Regions from separate parts of the Mus musculus genome. Here region 2 is linked to region 1. The links are chromatin contacts, called in public promoter capture Hi-C maps. All regions are on one chromosome and are shown on one strand. The core of a region is the stretch at or near the end of the contact, and the rest is flanking DNA. Distances in the headings are between cores, read along the strand shown.

Region 1 (4,176 bases), core at 1,404-3,903:
TACACTAATTTACTAAGAAACTAAGGGTTTCTTAGGTCAGGCAAAAAGGTGCTGTTAAGATTGGCACCAGCATTAGCAACTCTGTTTCTAACACTGCTGTTAGTGGCAGACACTGGGGCTGGCATCTCCAGATGCTCCAGTCATGCTGCCAGTGTACCTGTCTGGCCCTGCTGGTGAGGGCATGTGCCTTGGCTGCCCTGCAGTCACACAGTTCTTACTGTGTTGATCCTGCCGTGTGCATCCTTCCTGTGGTGCCCTGTCACCCAGGTCCCCAACAAACCTGCTAGACTTCCTGTGTGTCTGTGGTGTGCTATGAGGAGTGCTGCTTCCATGTCTTCCTCTTATTTGTGTTTTTATGCTTTTGTTCAGCAAGAGTCTGTTTAAGACTCTGTTCTAGGCAGGTTAAATGGGAGTCATAGGGGGATAGACATGATCGTAGGTCACGATGGAGGGTGAGTTTATAATCCAGGGTTGGTATACCCCCACCCGTCAGTCACAGAAACTGAGGTCCTCTACAGAAGAGTGGTGGTTTACGGATTATATATTTAGAGTTGTAACCTGCCCCATATTTGTTCTCTAGAGGCTTCTGGGCTATGAACTTGGCAAGTAGGAACACACGGCACATGTTTCTAGCAAGTCAGTGTTGGACTTTGCAGTACTTGGTGTGACGTGCTGTCTAGAGTTCACCAGAGCCATCTGGGTCTGGGGACATGTAGTAACTTAGATTTCCAGTTGCTTCATCGGGCAAATGTGGAGTATCTCCGGTCAGCCTAAGGCCAGGCCTGAGTGAGATGGTCTTCCCATGGCACACAGCCTTCTGGGGATACCTTTGGTCTTGATGTGCCTGGTGGAGGTGCCCTGCACCTCCCGTGGATTCCTGGTCACAGAACTTGTTATTCAGTGATTGCTCTGGAGCCATGTGTGTCAGGATCCTTCCGAGGCCTCCCATGCAGCAGGGCTTGGGGTCTCATCTGGGTAGCTGGCTGGATCTAGTTACTTGGATGAGTGTTTGCAGTTTTCCATGTTGATGAATACCAGAGTGCCCTATGTGTGAATCCTCATATCAATCTCAGAGGGGAAGAGCTTACCTAGGAGACAGGTTTTCATAGTCACCTAAGAGACAGGGGTTCTTAGCAAACCTGGAAACCCTTTTTTGAAATAGAGGTGCCCGGGAAGTAGCACAATGAGAGCAGCTTGGGTTTAGAGGTCAGTTACATCCTAGCTATGTGGCCTTGAGCACCACTTACCTTCGCTGAGGTTTCTGAATCCCTCGCAGAGTACTGAGGAGGGCCATGGGTGCCTGATGTGTCATTGGCTTTGCTTCACTCATCTCTTGTCCCCTTCATCATGGGGCTTGCTGCCTCCGCTTATTTTCCCCAGAATTGGAGTGAAGAGTTCCTGTTGTGGCTGTGGAGTTAGGTGGGTTAATACATTTAAGGCTTAGTACAGATGGACAAACTGACACGTGGACGATGTCTTCATTAGGGTCACTATTACTATGTTAAAACCCCAGGACCAAAAGCAGCTTGGGGAGGAGAGGGTTTGTTTGGCTTATACTTCCACGGCACTGTTCATCATTGAAGGAAGTCAGGACAGGAACTCAAACAGGGCAGGAACCTGGAGGTAGGAGCTGATGCAGAGGCCATGCAGGGATGCTGCTTATGGTGGCTTGCTCAGCCTGCTTTCTTTCTCAGAACCACCAGCCCAGGGATAGCACCCACCACAATGGGCTGGGCCCTCCCCCCATCAATTACTAACTAAGAATTGATCAATTACAGCTGGGTATTATGGAGGCATTTTTTTTTTTTTTTGATTGCGGTTCCTTCCTCTCAGGTGACTTTAGCAAGTTGACATAAAATCAGCACAGATGACTTTACATATCAGCAGCTTGGGTGATCATGACCATTCCCTGATCTGTTGCTACCTTTGTCTTATGGGGAAATGGGTAGAGTTGAGTTGTCTATTGAAGCCTCTTCCCCTTTAGAGAAAATACTTTGCATTTTGCAGTTTCTAGACCCTCTTATTTCTTGGCTCCTGCTTCTTTATCCTTGGTTGGCAGCTCTGACACGGTCAGAAGGAGCCACACTGAAGCGCTGAAGCAGGGGGATATAAAAACCAGTGAGTGAGCGTGCTGCAGCAGCATACTGAGTCTAGCGTTGCCCAGGGAAGCTGGAAGTGTAGCTGCTGTTGGTTTGCCTTTCTTCTTGTAACATACACCCTCATATGTTTGTGCATCAGATTGCCCTGAGCTCTGGGCTGCTTCCTGCTCTCCTAGACACGGTGGATCTCGTGGGAGGGTGGGCACCACAGTTGGAACACTGGGTCAGGGCTCAGGTGAGCTAGGTTTACTGTCTGCTCTCTTAATAACTGTGACCTTGTATAGCTTTAGTGGGGAAAATGGCTCAAGTAAGAGCAAATAGCTAGGGCACCTGGCTTCCTGAGATCACTTACATATGGCTTTCTCTGGTTTGAACAGAACATATTTTGTTTCTTAATGCTCTTGTAAGCGTTTGACCCTGTACTGTACATTTCTTCAGTTGAACCCATTGCCCAGTAACTTAGAACAGAATTTCTGCACCACACACTGTTAATGTTTGAGATGTGTACTCCTGTGGGCAGCTGTCCAGTGTATTGCAACAGTCCTGACCTCTGCCCACTAGATACTGGCCCCATTCCGCAACGGAGGAGACCAGAGTGTCTCTAGACTTTGCCACATGTTCTGGGATGGAGATGGATGAAGTCTTTCAGATGCACTAGGTTAACTGGTGACAACTTTGATACTGAATAGCTTTCTCCAAGGTCACGTACTAGTGTAATTTGAGCAGAATCCTCATCTTACATGGAAGAGAGCTGTGTTAAGGGATCCTCTGAGTCCGGTGTGATAGAACTCAGAGGTGGCATGCTTGTCGTGTGGCTGTTTTCCTCGGGCTATGGGGTTGGTTCCCATGAAGCCAAAGGTTTAATCTGCTAATCCACATGGGTATAGGAAGTAATAATTAGCTTTTCCTGCTAATTATTATGGGGGTAGAGGTGCTTAAAGGTCTAGAGCGATAGATTTTTCTAGTTTGCTTCCTGACCTGGCAGAGAGCCCTCTGGGGGCACAGTCTATGTCTGGCTAGCTCTGTTTTTACTTGTAATTCAAAGATAAAGTGCGAGGACTGTTGTTTGAGAATGGGGCTGGGGCCTCACTAGCTCTGTCATTTTGTGCTGTGTGACCCTGAGAAAGTCATTTAACCTCTGCAGCCTCTAGTGTGTCCTTGGGTGACCTGGGACTAATTGCTCCTCTAGTAAAGAACTAAAATGAGAGGGACAGAGCTATAACTCAGTGTTAGAGCATTTGCCTGGTGTGTGTGCGGTTTCCATCCCTAGCACTGCAAAACAACTTCAAAAACCACTCAAGCAAAGAGCTAATAATGCCAGTGTTAAGTGAGGAAATAGAAGTTAACTCTCAAGGCAGCTTGATACATATGCTGATTTTGGCTTGCTTTTCTTTCTTTTGTTGAGGTTTCATATGAGATTTCAGTGTTATTTTTAAAAATTGTCATCTGTGTAAAGATGTTTGCAACCACAGTTTAAAAGTGAATCTTCAGATAGATACTTTGATATGCTATGAATGTGTCTAACCACGTTTTCAGTTCCTGTACAGAGCTAGGCTTTTGGGATTTGACCCATTGGCTGGTGATCATAGAGTATGATAAATAGGAAATTTGTGGACAGGAGACAGCGTATGAAGAGGAGGTGAATTCATTTCCCAGGATGCGGTGCACTTTTGTGTGCCTGGCGCTGTTCTTTGTTTTGCGTGGCTGCCTTTTTCAGGCTGCACAGTAATAGGGGTGGCGTGAGGTGGGACTCGGGGCTGCCTGCTGATCCATTGGGCTGCTTTCCTTCTAGCTGCTTTCCTGGACTTTATTAGCTGCCGAGCAGAAGCCTGTTCCTAGTCTCTTGCTGCTAGAGTTTTGGACATGACTTAGGACCATGCAGTTCTCCCACTATGGGAGGTTTGAGGCAGAAATGAGGTGCAAGCTGTTTTCCTTCTCTTTGCTGCTCTCTGGTACCTACTGATGTTAGAGAGGTGGGAGGCTTTCCTGTAGGGTTGACAGTGTCTGTTTGCAGCTTCCTGGATGCTGAGAGCAGTTGCCATGCAGGAGAGCCCTGTGCTCCATCCCAAAGGCAGTG
Region 2 (3,968 bases), core at 676-3,175, 160 kb before region 1:
CTCATTGGAAACAAGGATGAGAACCACGCGTTCGACAAGGACTTTATGTGTGTAAGCATCGGGTGGCTGGTCTGGGGAACTTTTACTCTACCAGAAGCCACTGAGAGAGGCCACGGGTCAGCGTACTGTTCCCATAGCAGGAGTGAATGAAAAGGCAGAGAAGACCCACCGAGTGGGACCTCGGGCAGCCATGGAAGGAAGCAGAGTGCAGGCACCTGCTACAAAGCCTGTTGGCCTTCCAAACAGGTTCAGTGAGAAAAGCCAGTCACCCGAAGCCGAACAGTGCACTGCGTGACTCCCACTGGAACCCAGCAGTTGCCAGGGATACAACAGACAGGAAGATGGGGAGTGGCCAGTGGTAGAGATGGAGTTGTAGTTAGGGTACGGGCTTAGTTACGGAGTGCTTGCCGGGCATGTGTGAGGCCCTGGGTCTCGTCCCCAGCACTTGAAAAGTATAAATAAACAGAGAAAGAGAGAGAGAGAGAGAGAGAGAGAGAGAGAGAGAGAGAGAGAGAGAGAGGAAGAAGAAGAAGGAGGAGGAGGAGGAGGAGGAGGAAGGAAGGAAGGAAGGAAGGAAGGAAGGAAGGAAGGAAGGAAGGAAGGAAGGAAGGAAGGAAGGAAGGGGGGTGAGGTCTTGGAGAGCAGGACATATAGAACTACACAGAGGTGACAGTTATGCAGTGCTTGCTGTAGGTGGATAAATGCCACAGAACTGACACTTTAAATAGCTAAATATCTGTGGTGTGAATTTTACCTCAATTTAAACAATGATAGCAAATGAGTTTCAATACATACCCCAGGCTAGTATAGAACTCACAGTGATCTTCCTACCCCCCTCTCTCTCCTTTTACAATTTATTTATTAAACTACTATGCTTTATGTTATGTTACGGAGTGTCTCTTTCTATTTATTTATTTATTTACTTACTTACTTATTTACTTTTTTATTAGATATTTTCTTTTTTTAAGATTTATTTATTATTATATCTAAGTATACTGTTGCTATCTTCAGACACACCAAAAGAGGGCGTCAGATCTCATTACAGGTGATTGTGAGCCACCATGTGGTTGCTGGGATTTGAACTCAGGACCTTCAGAAGATCAGTCAGTGTACTTAACCGCTGAGCCATCTCTCCAGCCCCGATATTTTCTTTATATACATTTCAAATGCTATCCCGAAAGTTCCCTATACCCTCCCTCTGCCCTACTCTCCTACCCACCCACTCCTGCTTCTTGGCTCTGGCATTCCCCTGTACTGGGGCATATAAAGTTCGTAATACCAAGAGGCTTCTCTTCCCAGTGATGGCCAACTAGGCCATCTTCTGCTACATATGCAGCTAGAGATTCGAGCTCTGGGGGTACTGGTTAGTTCATATTGTTGTTCCACTTATAGGGTTGCAGACCCCTTCAGCTCCTTGGGTGCTTTCTCTAGCTTCTCCATTGGGGGCCCTGTGTTCCATCTTATAGGTGACTGTGAGCATCCACTTCTGTATTTGCCAGGCACTGGCATAGCCTCATATGAGACAGCTATAACAGGGTCCCTTCAGCAAAATCTTTCTGGCATATGCAATAGTGTCTGGTTTTGGTGGCTGATTATGGGATGAATCCTGCCTCTACCTCTTGAGTACTGGGATTACACATGTGTACTTCCATGGCCAGCTAAATTTCAATGTATAAAAAGACTTGTCACAAAGGCAGGCTTCAATCTGTCAGCGTGTTCATCACGGTGCTCCAGCTCCCAGGCTGAGTCACCAAGTTAAAGATCACCAGGTCAAAGGTGCACGCACGGCCACTCATCTCAGCAGCTGCGTGGGCAGGGGCTGGTATTACACAGTTCAGAGTCGCTGCCAGAGTCCCAAGGGCAGAGGGTGGGTGGTTCTTTGGCCTCTGATTTCTACATCTGCCTCCCGCCTTCCTGGGCTATGGTTAATCCTGCCTGCACACCTCTAGAAACCAGGACTCAGCACAGCCTCCTCCTCCAGGCTCCAGAGTCCTGTGGACACAGCACAGAATGGCCTTGGGTGGCTACATAGCATCCAATGCTAACTCTGCCCTGTGAGCCTCTGTTTCCACAGCTAAAAGCACATGTAACAACCATAGGAAGGTGGAGAGGGCACAAAGGAACTCGGAGTCGTGGGGAGCTGGGCATGTTGGGAAAGGGTACCAGGGACTGATACTCTCACCTCCTTCTTCCTTGGCAGCTCTCGCATATCTTCAGAGGTCACCTGGATTAAGATATGTCTGAGGTCACTGTAGCTGTTCTTCTGGCTACTTTGTGGGTTCTTCTTTCTCCCACCCTTCTCCATCCCTTTACTTCTTCCCTTTCAATCCCCTAACATTACGTAGGAGAGAAAAAAAGGATAAGAGAAGAAAGAGTCCACAATATCATTAGAACACTTCCTGTTAACTAAGGGCATCAAGTTCCTTGGGGGCAAGTTTGATCTTTGCCATCCGGATATCTGATTTCTTCTTTCTTTTTCTTTGCTTACAACTACTTAGCAAACTGTGACCAACAGAAACCAACGGCATTCTGCTACCAATCAACAGTTTCCCAGCTCTTGGGACCCAAGTATTTACCCTCTAAAGAGCCCCCAGAATTCCAAACATCACACACTTGCAGAAACTATCTGCAGCTGGCAAAATCCCACCTCTGCCAGAGCATGAGGCAAACCACAGTCAGCTACTGTGGGACGATTGGAAGGAGCCTCGCATTCCACACCTGGGATTAAAACAAAAACCGCATTCTTATAATAGTTCTGTGTTTTTTAAAGAAGCCAAAATTCTCACTACAGGTCACAGGTCAGGGAACGAGCGCAGTGCGACCACTCAGCAGGCAGCCACAATGTCACGGACCCCAAGCCTTTGATTGCACACGTGAGCTTCCATACTCGCAGATGCTTCCTGAAGCTCACACTGAGAGCTTGTGAAGAGCCACCAAGTCCTCCTGGGAATGGCAGGGAAGGAGGGTTCTCAATGGGAAGTGTTCAGTTTTCTGGAGTGTTTCCACCACACATGTGTACTGCTCATATAAGCACATCATAATTTAAAATCAACTAACCTCTGAGACAAACTCGGTTCTTCTATCAATGGAACAGAAGAGAACAATGACTCTTAGTCTCCCCTCTTCCAGGGCCCCTCCCCCTTCTAGCTGCCAGCTTTTTCTGGCTTAAGGGCTCACAGTGTCTGTCACTGTCTCCCTGTCCATTTCTCTCATAAAACTCAGAACTAGGAGCTGGACAGTGGTGGTTGCACGCTTTTATCCCAGCATTCAGGAGGCAGAGACAGGAGAATCTCTCTGAGTTCCAGGACAGCCAGGGCTATACAGAGAAACTCTGCCTCAAACACACACACACACACACACACACACACACACACACAAACCCTCAGGACTAGGAGGGCTACAGAGGACTTGTCTGACTCATCCTGGATCTTCACTGAGCGAAGGATTGAGTGTCAGGTTTAGCTAGCTGTGTGAGATCACAAAGTAGGTAGCTCGACTAGTCTCTGGGCACTAATCACACCACACCCCGGACTTCTTTAAGACAGTACACTCCTACTCTTCAAAAATGTCTCCAAAGGCCTACCTGGATACTGTCCAGATGGCCTCCAGTCATTGTACAGAAGCTGAGTCACTTAGGAATGGGGAGGAAAGGCTCTTCTGGCCTCAAGTGGTGGCTGGAAACAGCAGCTGGGTGTGTGTAAGATTCTAGGCAGCACCCTAAGCAAAGGCAACCAGAAAAACCACAAAAGACATGTGGTTCGCCCTCTCAGGCTTCCTTATCTGTCACTTCAAAACTAAGATCTCACCCTCCAAACCCAGGTACAAATTCTCCTGATGCTGGCAGGGTCCTCCAGGCAAAATGCAGCCGCCGCTGCCACGGAGCCCCAGTGAGGCGGATCAGTGAGAAAACAGAAGGTCAGAGAGAGAGGGAACACCATACCTTAGATCTCAGGGCTATCAGCACAAGA

Evidence for each region. Capture Hi-C pulls out chosen DNA fragments and counts their contacts.
Region 2: a promoter capture Hi-C map of liver shows a contact between it and region 1. The contact joins two enhancer-like sites. A contact is called at or near these places in 2 of 484 Hi-C or Micro-C datasets (bone marrow-derived macrophages and epidermal suprabasal cells), 12 of 115 datasets of contacts at active chromatin or transcription factors (CD8 T cells, the HPC-7 cell line, bone marrow-derived macrophages and 9 more) and 3 of 9 other capture datasets (adipose tissue, liver and pancreatic islet).

The regions. Positions count from the first base shown.
Region 1 is chr5:36,566,793-36,570,968 of GRCm38.p6, reverse strand. The region is part of intron 2 of Tbc1d14 (TBC1 domain family, member 14); the gene reads left to right. Among named protein-coding and RNA genes, the nearest start is that of Tbc1d14, 14 kb to the left of the region's middle. Within about 2 kb of position 2,653, at least 24 of the 459 cell types and tissues checked have an H3K27ac peak or open chromatin away from gene starts, as enhancers often do. A contact at or near this core is called in hepatocytes and liver, where this site is marked.
Region 2 is chr5:36,722,333-36,726,300 of GRCm38.p6, reverse strand. Gm33017 (a long non-coding RNA gene) reads right to left here. Exons shown (of 3, transcript XR_376900.3): 2 at 3,941-3,968; 3 at 3,371-3,717. Among named protein-coding and RNA genes, the nearest start is that of Gm33017, 5.0 kb to the right of the region's middle. Within about 2 kb of position 1,925, at least 62 of the 459 cell types and tissues checked have an H3K27ac peak or open chromatin away from gene starts, as enhancers often do. A contact at or near this core is called in hepatocytes and liver, where this site is marked.